4 separate regions of the Mus musculus genome follow, and all the other regions are linked to region 2. A link is a contact called in public HiChIP or PLAC-seq and promoter capture Hi-C data. All regions are on one chromosome and are shown on one strand. Each heading gives the region's core, a stretch centred on a gene start, on an enhancer-like site or on the middle of the called end of the contact. The rest is flanking DNA. Distances are from core to core; before and after follow the strand shown.

Evidence for each region. HiChIP or PLAC-seq counts read pairs in DNA pulled down with a chosen protein or histone mark. Capture Hi-C pulls out chosen DNA fragments and counts their contacts.
Region 1: a contact with region 2 is called in an HNF4G HiChIP or PLAC-seq map of pancreatic cancer cells. The contact joins the promoter of Npdc1 here to the promoter of Entr1 in region 2. A contact is called at or near these places in 1 of 39 promoter capture datasets (the SN4741 cell line) and 2 of 115 datasets of contacts at active chromatin or transcription factors (bone marrow-derived macrophages and pancreatic cancer cells).
Region 3: a promoter capture Hi-C map of adipose tissue shows a contact between it and region 2, with 2.6 times the contacts expected there. The contact joins the promoter of Abca2 here to the promoter of Entr1 in region 2. A contact is called at or near these places in 5 of 39 promoter capture datasets (the C10 cell line, embryonic stem cells, hippocampal neurons and 2 more) and 1 of 9 other capture datasets (adipose tissue).
Region 4: an HNF4G HiChIP or PLAC-seq map of pancreatic cancer cells shows a contact between it and region 2. The contact joins the enhancer-like site here to the promoter of Entr1 in region 2. A contact is called at or near these places in 9 of 39 promoter capture datasets (the 3T3-L1 cell line, the C10 cell line, the HPC-7 cell line and 6 more) and 1 of 115 datasets of contacts at active chromatin or transcription factors (pancreatic cancer cells).

The regions. Positions count from the first base shown.
Region 1 is chr2:25,401,644-25,404,343 of GRCm38.p6, reverse strand. Npdc1 (neural proliferation, differentiation and control 1) reads right to left here and starts at 1,294. Exons shown (of 9, transcript NM_008721.4): 1 at 979-1,294. The coding sequence starts at 1,090.
Region 2 is chr2:26,387,956-26,390,655 of GRCm38.p6, reverse strand. Entr1 (endosome associated trafficking regulator 1) reads left to right here and starts at 1,340. Exons shown (of 10, transcript NM_026563.3): 1 at 1,340-1,507; 2 at 1,591-1,740; 3 at 2,096-2,164. The coding sequence starts at 1,438. Pmpca (peptidase (mitochondrial processing) alpha) reads right to left here and starts at 1,308. Exons shown (of 13, transcript NM_173180.3): 1 at 1,224-1,308; 2 at 518-720; 3 at 346-425; 4 at 79-161. The coding sequence starts at 1,291.
Region 3 is chr2:25,427,335-25,430,034 of GRCm38.p6, reverse strand. Abca2 (ATP-binding cassette, sub-family A (ABC1), member 2) reads right to left here and starts at 1,436. Exons shown (of 49, transcript NM_001368624.1): 1 at 1,200-1,436. The coding sequence starts at 1,265.
Region 4 is chr2:25,533,055-25,535,754 of GRCm38.p6, reverse strand. All of the region lies in intron 4 of Traf2 (TNF receptor-associated factor 2), which reads left to right. Among named protein-coding and RNA genes, the nearest start is that of Traf2, 13 kb to the left of the region's middle. Within about 2 kb of position 1,349, at least 187 of the 459 cell types and tissues checked have an H3K27ac peak or open chromatin away from gene starts, as enhancers often do. A contact at or near this core is called in hematopoietic stem and progenitor cells, liver and pancreatic cancer cells, where this site is marked.

The DNA.
Region 1 (2,700 bases), core at 45-2,544, 990 kb after region 2:
TTGTTAGAGTCCACGTACCAGTCACCTCTCCATGCCCTCAGCTTCCTCATCTGTAAGCTGGGCTCAAAGCAGCTCCCACACATAGTTCCAGAAGAACTCAGTGAACATATGGGCAACCTCTCCCACTTCACTCCCCTCGGGGAGATACAATTTGGATCCTGTGGCTTCAGGACCCATCTGTCAAGAATGTTCTCCCAGAGCCAGGCAGTAGTGGTGAATGCCTTTAATCCCAGCACTTGGGAGGCAGAGGCAGGCATTGAGGCCAGCCTGGTCTACAGAGTGAGATCAGGACAGCCAGGCTATACAGAGAAACCATCTCGAAAAAAAAGAGAAAATGTTCTCCCAGTCAGGGAGTCACACTCTTCTAAACAGTCACTACACAGACCTCAGACCAGAGGACAGTGGTGCATGTCCTTCAGGGCAGGGGATGGGGCAGCTTGACCCCACTAAGTTGGAACAAGACCCTAGACCTGGAACCCTTAAGACCTTCCATGGGAACCCCTCTACACACACACACACACACACACACACACACACACACACACACACACACACGAACGAACGACAGGGCTGACATGCAAGGCCCACAGACCCCAAGAACAACCCTGCCAACGGGAAGCCCCAGAGACACACAAACAAAGACACAGGATCCCACTTATGGGCCACCAGAAACCAGATGGCTGCAGACCCAAAGACACACACCAGACTGATTCAGGGACCCAGAGACAAAGACCCAAAGCGCGTGAAATCTACATTCGCCTCCAAGGACCTGAGAGAAGATTCATCTAGCATGGCCTTCAACGGGCCTGACCTGTTTACCCAATCCATGCCCAGCGGACCGGGCCTGCCTGGCCTGTGGGCCTGGGTAAGGCCGGGGCGGTGGCAGGGAAAACCAGGGCGGCGCCGGGGGCAGGATTCTCCGCCCCGCAATCCCAGCCCCGGAGCACCCAACAGCCTGCGCCCAGAGCGCTCGCTCACCCGGGCGGCGGGCGGTGGCACCATTCAGGGCCGCTCCCAGGATGAGGCCGGAGAGCAGCAGCCGTAGCAGCCGCAGGTGCCGCGGGGAAGGCGGAGGGACGGGCGTCGCCATGCTTCAGCGCCGCTACCCGGGCAGCATGGCACCCCACGGCCCCGGGCTCGGTACCCACTCCGGGAACTGCGACTGGAGAAGCCGGGAAGCGAGAGGGGCGGAGGAGGAAGAGGAAAAGAGGAGGCGGTGGCGCTGACGTTGCGGCAATGGATCCGGGATGGGATGGAGGCGCGGCGGCCAGAGAAAAGTGTCGGGAGTGCGCCTGCGCGCTCCACCTGCGGGGGCGGGACATCTCCTCTAGTCTGAGCCCCCTCCCTCTGCATCCTGTTGGGGGGTCCCCTTTTGTCAGGCGTCTGAGTGCTTCGGGCCCTCTAGCCTCTACAGCAGAATGCCTCCTCATTCATTACCCAAGAATCTGACTTGGAATTGACTAACGGTGGGCGTCCCAGGATGCACGCCTTCTTCTTAGTGGTCCGACTGCCAAACCCTCACCACTCACCCTGTTAGAATGGAGGACCTTAGACTAGGGGAACACCAGGGACAAATCCTGGCTATGTAGACTAGGCTGACTGTTGCAGGTTTGCAAAATGTATCCCACAAAGGATAAAGAGGTGTATAGAGATATACAGGTGTACTCAGAGACGTGCCCGGGCTTTCTAAAACCAGGAAGAAAAGCATACAAGAGGCTCACAAGATCAAGCCAGACTCGCTCCCGAATGGTACCACCAGGGGGCGAGAGTAACTTGACGTAGTTGACAGTTGTCTGGGAGCTGTCCAAGGTGGTCATGATCCCAGGTAATGGCTTTCAGCTCCCTTGAGTCACACAACATGGAACATGCATGGTGCCTGGTGATCACCATTCATGTGCAGTCCCCTTTGAGCACACTCCACCCCCGCCAGAGACCTCCCCCTGGTTGAGTCATGAAGGCAATGTTGAAGATCAGTGTGGTGGTTCCTGCCTTTAATCCCATCTCTCAAGATGCTGAGACCAGCCTAGTCTACATATCGAGTTCCAGGACAGTCATGAATATATAATGAGACCCTATCTTAAGAATGAAAAACAGGCCTGGACGATGGTGGTGCACTCGGAGGCAGAAGCAAGCAGATCTCTGTAAGTTCAAGGCCAGCCAGGTCTACAAAGTAAGTTCCAGGACAACAGCCAAGGTTACACAGAGACCCTTGTCACATGCAAAAAACACAAACACCACACACAGAGAAAAGAACAAGGTTGAGTTCCTCAGCCCTCCACTTCTTCCCGTCCTTCAGGCTCACAAACTTAAAGAGGAGGCTGTCAGTGCAGGTTTATACATTTATCAAATGATTCTCTCTCTCTCTCTCTCTCTCTCTCTCTCTCTCTCTCTCTCTCTCTCTGTGCGCGCGCGTGCGTGCGCGCATGCGCTCACTAGCGGCTACCATCCCAACCCAGCCCTCAAGAGGCATTGACTGAACAGAAATAGTCTGAGCTAATTTTCCATAAAAGAAGCAAGGGAGAAGTCCACGCTTTTTTTTTTTCCCGAGACAGGGTTCCTCTGTATAGCACTGGCTGTCCTGGAACTCACTTTGTAGACCAGGCTGGCCTCGAACTCAGAAATCTGCCTGCCTCTGCCTCCCGAGTGCTGGGATTAAAGGTGTGTGCCACCACGCCCAGCGGGGCCACGCTTTTCCACCTA
Region 2 (2,700 bases), core at 91-2,590:
GATTTTCAGAGAGACTCTAAGAGACTCTGACCAAGGATGAGGAGGACATGATGAGGAGGACAGATGGACATGAAATACCTTGAGGTCTGGCAGTCACAGATACCACCATGTTTTTCCAGCGTAAGCAGGATTTCGTCTTTGCTGTCAAATCGAGCAGTGGACTATAAAAATAATTAAGCTTAAGTAAATAACCCAAAATCCATTAAGTGTACATTTGCTTTCAAACACACAAAATCATGTCAGAAGTCTTTTGTGAGCACCAACTTCATATTCAGATCCTTAACTAATACAAGTTCTTAAAAAGGAAAACTGAAAACTTATAAAAATTACAAATTAGACACTGACCGAAAATGCCAATTTTTCCAAAAAATGAGCTATTCCACTAAGATATTTCGCTTCATATCGTGATCCTGAATTAATAAGAACTGGTAATAAAAAGAAAATGGACAGGTTAAGCCAAATATTCAAAACATTTAATCAACAGAAAGTTTTCAAAACAATGGCCAATAGAACTTACTTCCTACGGTACAGAATTGTCCAAACTTATTTTGAGATGCCACACGAAGCCCATTGTCCAGAGTGGTAACTTTGGTTTCAAACTTTTCCTGTCCATCAACTGTTGCAAAAATAGGCTTGGGTACTCCAGGCAAGGGAGAAGAGAGGGGGATGTTGGGGTAGGTGGCACCACTGCTGAACCGTCTGTGTGCAGGAGATCCAAACCTACAGCAGAGCAGCAAAATATTTAGTCTTATTTTATGTCACGGATGTATGTTCATCACAGGCATGCCCGTTGTCCATGGAGGTCAGAAGAGGGCTTTGGATCCCCTGGATAGTGGAGTTATAGATAGATGGTTGTGAGCCACCAAATGGGCGCTGGTAGCCAAACCCAGGGGAAGCAGTCAGTAGGCCTAACTACTGAGCCATCTCTTCGACCCCGGTCTTTGGGGCTTCACTGTCCACTCTGATCAGCAGGCTGCGTGAGAAACGAGTTCCTGTGCATATGGGCCTGGGCAAGCCCGGCCCCTCAGGGCTTCGCTTTGGTCTAAAGGCTCCAGCCGAGGGACTCTGCCGACCACTCCCAACCAGGTTCCAGTCCCCAGCTCCTTCTCCAGGCCCAAGGCGCCTGTGCTCTGATCCAGAGGCCCATTCTTCTCTTCCAGTTCCCCCCGGTACCAACTCCCCCGAGTCCTCCCTTCCTCGCACCGAGACAGGCCTCGGCTCACCTGGGCCGCGCGCACAGCACCGCAGATCCCCGAAGCAGCCGCGCAGCCGCCCACACTGCCGTCGCCATCGCGCCGCCGCGCTTCTGCGGTCACTTCCGCTTCCGACCCCGCCCCGCGGCGTTCGGCGCTGGCTTCCGGCCCGCCGAGCCGGATGAGGCAGGGGCCGGCGACTGCCTTGCGGGCCATGGGGCCGCGGCCGGGTTAGGGCGCGGCGATGTCGGGCTACGCGCGGCGGCAGGGCGCGCCCCCTCTATCGCGGACGCGGAGCCTTGTGGTTCCCGACGGTGAGCGGCGCGCGGCTGGGGCAGGGCCGGGGGGCGCGGGCGGCGGCGGCCCGCGGTGAAGCCGCTCTCGTTGTCGCTTACAGCTCCTGCGTTCTATGAGCGCCGGTCTTGTCTCCCCCAGCTAGACTGTGAGCGCCCCCATGGCGGGGACCTGCACCCCCATCTCTTCGGCTTTCGGCCGACGTTTATGTGCTATGTGCCCAGCCCGGTGCTGGCTTCGGTAGGAGACACAGGTGAGAGTCGGTCGGGGCGCCGGCCACAGTGCGGAGCTGGGCAGCGCGGGGAGCCCTCCCCACAGCCCGCCCGCCCGCCTCAAGGCAGGAAGGTAGTGCCTGGTGGAGCTCGGAGGCCACTTAAGCCCACCGGCTTGGGCAAGGCCAGGGGCTGGACCTAGCGGGTCTGCGTTCCACCTGCAGCTGCTCTTAGAGCGCGCAGGGATGTGTAGTTTACCGCATCCAGCCTCAGAAGACAGCTTTCTAGTCCCAGACTCAGTGGGAGTCAGGCGTCTGCGGTCTTCACCTCCCTGGACAAACGCTGCAGTCATAAGGCTTGCTGTGATCACGGTGAGCTGACCATGTCTTTTTGCAGGTTTTGGCTATGGAAAGGGGAAATGTACTAACCAAGGTCCTTCGGGAGCCCCTGAGACGCGCTTTGGAGGTAGAGTAGCTCAGTGGGTCTTCTTTCCCTCTTAGACTCAGTGCCTGGCAGGGGTCTGGCCATGGGCTTTCAGGATGACAGGGTTTAAGGGGTATATACCTGGAGCCCAAAAGAGCAGTGGAGCCGGGCAGTGGTGGCGCACGCCTTTAATCCCAGCACTTGGGAGGCAGAGGTAGGCGGATTTCTGAGTTCGAGGTCAGCCTGGTCTACAGAGTGAGTTCCAGGACAGCCAGGGCTACACAGAGAAACCCTGTCTTGAAAAACCAAGAAAAAGAAAAAAGCGACATAAGATGTAGGTGTTATGAGACCCACATAAGCAACTGAGTCTGATAGGTGTGGAGGTAGAGGCTGGTCAACTAGGGTAGTTGGAGAGAAGGTCAGAGGAAGGGATGGCATAGAGCAGTTCCTGAGATGCACTGTGGCATCTCAGCAGCTTTGAATCGCCTACAGTAGCCTTCAGCCCACTGTGTTGTGTGTTTGTGTGTGCGCACAGGGGGTAGTATGTGTAGGGGGGTGGAGTGAAGTCAGCCTCAGCA
Region 3 (2,700 bases), core at 187-2,686, 960 kb after region 2:
CAGGGCTGCCCCTTCAGACCCCACACCAGCCAACCAGAACAGAGAATGTACCCAGTCCTGGCAATCAGCCAGGGCCAGGTGCCCACGGGAATTCTGCCAGGCTGTGGTGATGACTGCTACCCACCCTGCCTACAGACCAGAGTTTCTTATTATGAATCTAAAGTACTCAAAGAACATAGGTGGAGTGTTGCTGCCCAAGGGGTCCCTGGGTATGAGCTGGTTAAGGCCCTTCTTTTAGGTCCTGCACTCTCTTGTCTCCATCCTGGAAAATCCCAAGGGCCCTCGGACACTCTTGCTGGCCCAGGACTCTCTGGATGCCCTTGCTCTTCCAGGGACTGGGATGAAAACCAACACTGCAAACGCCATCCGTGCCTGGCATCCTGCTCCTCACACAGGACTCGTACCCCAACACTCTTTATACCCTGCCTGGCCTAGACAGGTACTAAGAAGCTCAGCAGAACCCAGCCCCAAGAGAGGCCCAAGGCAGGAGAAATCAGAGGAGCAGCCTCAGGAGAAACTGGCCCCAAAGGGTGCTGGGATTTAACAGGTTGAGTCCACACAACAAGGACATTCCCAGGGATGAGAAAGCAGGAGTAAGGGTTGTGACTTGCCAGGATGGGTTAGGAAAGGAGATGAAGGGAGGAGAAGGTGGTGGTGGTGGTGGTGGTGGTAGTGGTGGAGGAAGAGGAGGAGGAGGAGGAAGAGGAGGAGGGCGGTAGCAGCGGCGGCGAAGGCTGTTTGGTACCAGCTTCAGCCTAAGGTGCTTGCCCAAGGGCAGAGTACCAGTAAAGGGAATGAAAAGACAGGTTCCTATGGGGGCCCCAGAGATGATGGGACCAGGGCTCTGAGTCCCTAAGCTGAATGGTGTGTCCCAGCTAGCGCTCTGGACCAGGAACCTGCACCTAGCTCTAGCTGAAGTCCAGGGACCACCTGCCCCCACCCCAGCCTGCCAGAAAGCGCTGCGGAGGGCGCCGGCCCGTGACTCAGCCGTGCGCTGCGAGTGTCAGCGGACCAGGGCACAGCCGAACCCACTGCCGGAGGCCCGGAAGCCCGCGGAATCGTCCGGCCCCGAACAGGGTCTCCGGTGGCGCCCTCCCGGGGTCTGCGCGCGCCTGGACACTGCACGTGCACGCGGAGAGCGCACCGGCAAATTGGGCGCGCGGCCTGCGAGCCCCTAAGGGCGGGCGCGGCTCGCTCACCGGGCTCCGGCGCTTCAGCGTCACGTTCTTCCAGAGCAGCAGCTGCAGCTGGTGCAGGAAGCCCATGGCCGGGCCGCGCTCCGCCGCTTCAGCGCCGCGGCCCTGTCCTCTGCGCGCCCCGCCGGGCCCCGCTGCCGGCCGCGCCGCTCGGCATCGCCCGCGCGGGGGCGGGGCGCTCGAGAGTCCAGGACCTGCTGCTCGCAGGCTCCGCCCCGGCGGCCGCAGCTACAGAGACTCGTCGCGCCCGCGCCCGTCGCCCCCACTTAAAGGCGTCTCTGCGCCCGGGTAGCCGCCAGGGGGCGCCCGCGCCCGCCTGCACCTGCGCACAGCACTAGGCCTCGCTGCTCACTGGACCCATAATGCAGTGTTTCCAAGATCCCTCACAGCCCCCATCTAAACCAAGATCCCGGCTCGCACCTTTCCGAGGTCTAGGGAGAACGCAGGTACCCTATGCTTCTCCCAGGAGATTCCAAATATGAGTCTCCAATTGAGAGATTTACGCAGAGGGGTACCCAAGGTGTTTACTGTCCTGTTTGGAAAACTGAAGGAGGCTTGGTCACCATTAGATTGACCCTCCTCACTTGTAGAGACAGGAAGCAGGGTCAGTCACTCATTTAGAGGAGAGACATTGGTCCGTTAGGAGAATCCCATCGCGGCTTGAGGTGCAACAACACGATGTGACTTAGATATTTTAAAGAGGAGCCTGATGAGAGGGACTGCGGTAGTTCGACCACCTTCACAAAAGCATTCTGTGTTCCTCATAGACGAGCCACCACCTGCTGATGAAATGGCGTTTACCTAGATTATCAAAATGCAGAGCAACAGCAGGTCATGGCAGATTTACCTTTAACCCAGCGCTCAGCTCAGGGAGGCAGAGAAAAGCAGATCTTTGTGAGTTCAAGTCCACACTGGTCTACATAGAGAGACCATATCTCAATAAAATAAATAATAGAGAGCAACCACGCACGTGTAATCCCAGCATCAAAAAGGCAGAGGCAGAAGGGATGAAGTATTCAAGGTCATCCTTGGTTATATAGAGAATTCAAAGCTAGCCTGCGCAACATGAGACCCTGTCCAAAATACTCTCTCTCTCTCTCTCTCTCTCTCTCTCTCTCTCTCTCTGCAGGTGGAGACAGCTGTTTTGAGGTCCAGGGTATCATCCAAACACATTTCTTACATAGTTTTAACTGAATTTAGAACACGTAAGGTGCATATGCCTGGGGTCACTGCAGTCCACCTGCGATTTCCATGCAGGTGAGGCAGATGCCCAGCGGGCAGGGCAGCAGAAATGCTTACCAGGTATGAAGAGCTAGACACACCACGTGAAGGGCTGGGTGTGCATAACCGGAAACTGCTACAGGTCAGAGAGCCCTAATTCTGACCTGAGAAAGTTAGGTTTATATTCAAAATGATGCTGAGACATCACAACTGTGAAAATTTACCACAGTCATCCATTGTGACTACCAGATCAGGCCTCCCTGCTCTAGCCAGACTGCACAAA
Region 4 (2,700 bases), core at 100-2,599, 850 kb after region 2:
TGCCTTACATAAGAAGCTAGCGCCAGGCTGGCCTTGGTAACACCTTTGTGTTGCTTTGGCTGCAAAGTTTTCATTGTTTGCAGGAAGCTGCAGCTTTTAAGCTCAGTGGGAGTCTGTGGTGTATATCATACCCACCAGGGATTTCTCTATTGTTATTTGTTTTCTATTTCTTTTGAGTCAGTCTTTTTTTTTTTTGTTTTTGTTTTTTGTTTTGTTTTTCGAGACAGGGTTTCTCTGTATAGCTCTGGCTGTCCTGGAGCTCACTTTGTAGACCAGGCTGGCCTCGAACTCAGAAATCCGCCTGCCTCTGCCTCCCGAGTGCTGGGATTAAAGGCGTGCATCACCACACTCGGTGTGAGTCAGTCTTTCTATAGCCCTGTTGTCCTGGAATTCAGAGATCCACTTGCCTCTGCCTCTTGAGTTCTGGGATTAAAGATGTGCACTACCCTGCCTCACTCACAAGAGTTTTCTTGCTGTGAATTGTGTTGACTCTGGAAGTTATTTAACTAATGGGTATATTTGTTTTGGTCACAGAAAGTCATCTAGAAGGCCAGAGGAAGAGGTGGTCTATGAAAGGGGCCAGTGTAGTGTGGACATTAGCATGAGCTTTTTTTTTTTTTTTTTTTTTTTTTTTAGTATGTCACCTTTAGGCATCTTGAGTTAAACCTGCATTACAGAGGCCACGTGGTTAAGTGACACTCCTCCAGTCTACCAAGTTTCTCATTCCTCTTGTTGCTTTAGTCAACAACCTTCAAAGAAGTTTTTGATTCCGCTGGACATGGTGATGCACACCTATAATCCCTATTCTTAGAAGGCTGAGACAGGAGGACCATGTGTTCAGAGGTGGCCCAGGCTGCTAGTGAGGCCTTGTCTTTCCTATGCCTGCCTCTTGTGTCTGGCTATATGTCCCGTGACCTGTTGACTGGTCACACTTTAGGTTTCAGTCTCTAGCTGAGCAGTTTGGGCTTCACTTGGGTGAACAAGAAACTCATTTTTTTCAAGCATGGTGTCAGGACCTGATCAAGAGTCATAGTCCACACTGTATCCTTAAAATGAAATGCTTAGTGCTGCCTGTGAAAGAGACGGCTCCTAGGGAAGTGACATGCTTGGTGTATTGGGTGGATGCAGGAAAATGTGGGTGTAGGGCATGGTGGCCTATAGAACCTGTTTGCTCTTGAAGGTGTTTTGAGAGACCCCTGGGGCAAGTGGAATAATTCTTCCCAGGCCTGTGGTAGGCTTTAGATTCCCCCAAGATTTCTGTTGCTTCCAGGCCTGTGGTACTGTAGGTCAGTGACTGTGTGGGCCTCTGACTGATGGCCAGGAACTGCAGCCAGGCCATGGGCTTGGTGCCATGTGGCTTTGTAGGCATGCAGAGTGGAAAGTCCCTGGCTGCACCCTTTGAGAGCTCTGGAAAGTCCCTGAGATGAGTTGGGTTTGGTCACATGGGAGGGCAGGCACAGCTCAGCCTTAGCTGATTTTATTGATAAAAACTTGTCGCTGGTGGCAAATGTCACAAGCCAGAGAAGAAATTACACCCTCTTTGTGCAGTCATCACCACAGATAATCCTCTCTTCTGCCTGTCACAAATCTCTTTATTTCTTAGCTTTCACTGGAACTAAGGTTGTAACTAAAACATTTTTTTTATGGTTTGAATTATTTAAAATGTTTGAAAGATGGGAAAAAAATCCTGCTTAGCCTTTGGCTCTGTTTTCCTTTATGATAATGTCTTTCATTCTGAAGATGAATTGAAAGCTGTATTAAAGTCTGTTGTCCTGAAGGCAAAGCCTGGTACTGCACTAGGGAAAGCAAAGGCTGCCAGATCTCTGTGAGTTCCAGGCCAGCCTGGTCCCCACATAGTGAGTTCCAGGCCAGCCAGGCTACAGATTCCAGGGAACAGCTGAAACTGGGAAGGCAGGTGTGCCAGTCGGCATGGCCTCATCGTGGACTTGCTTTTCACATTTATTTATTTTATGTGTATGGGCTTTTATCTGTATATGTATATGTGCATCACTTGCATACCTGGTGCCCAAAGAGGGACTAGAAGAGGGCACTGGCTCCCTTAGAACTGGACTTAAGGTTGGCTGTGAGCCACCATGTGGGAGCTGGGAGTTGAACCTGAGTCTGCTGCAAGAGCAACAAGTGCTTCTAACCACTGAGCTCTCTCTCCAGCCCATCATTATAGTCTACATAGTGAATTCCAGACCAGGCAAAGTTATATAGTGAGACCCTTTCTCAACCACACCCATCCACCCCACCCCCCAAAATTTCAGTTTTAACAACTATATTTTCTTAAAATGTTAAATTTGAATTCTGCTTGAATAAATGCTGATAGATTTAGATTGTGTCTGCTAGGGGAGTTTGAGCTTTGTCTTTGTTGCCTGAATGTGTTGTTACAAGTGTGTCTTCTGTAATCCTTTATGGTCAGGACCTGAGGACAAGCATTCATTCCCTGGTCTCCCCCAGGACTCATCTAAAAAAGTCAGGTACGGCAGCATACGCCTGTAATCTCAAAGTTGGAGAAGCAGAGACAGGAACATCTCTGGGGTTTGGTGGCCTGCCAGCCTGGAGTATTGAGTGAATATTCAAGTCACTCTCAGGTTCTGAGTTTAGCTGGGATTTGAAGCAGCCAGTGCAGGGCATGGAACACAGGGCCATGAACACACAAAGCACATACTCACCCACTGAGCCTCACCTGTCCCA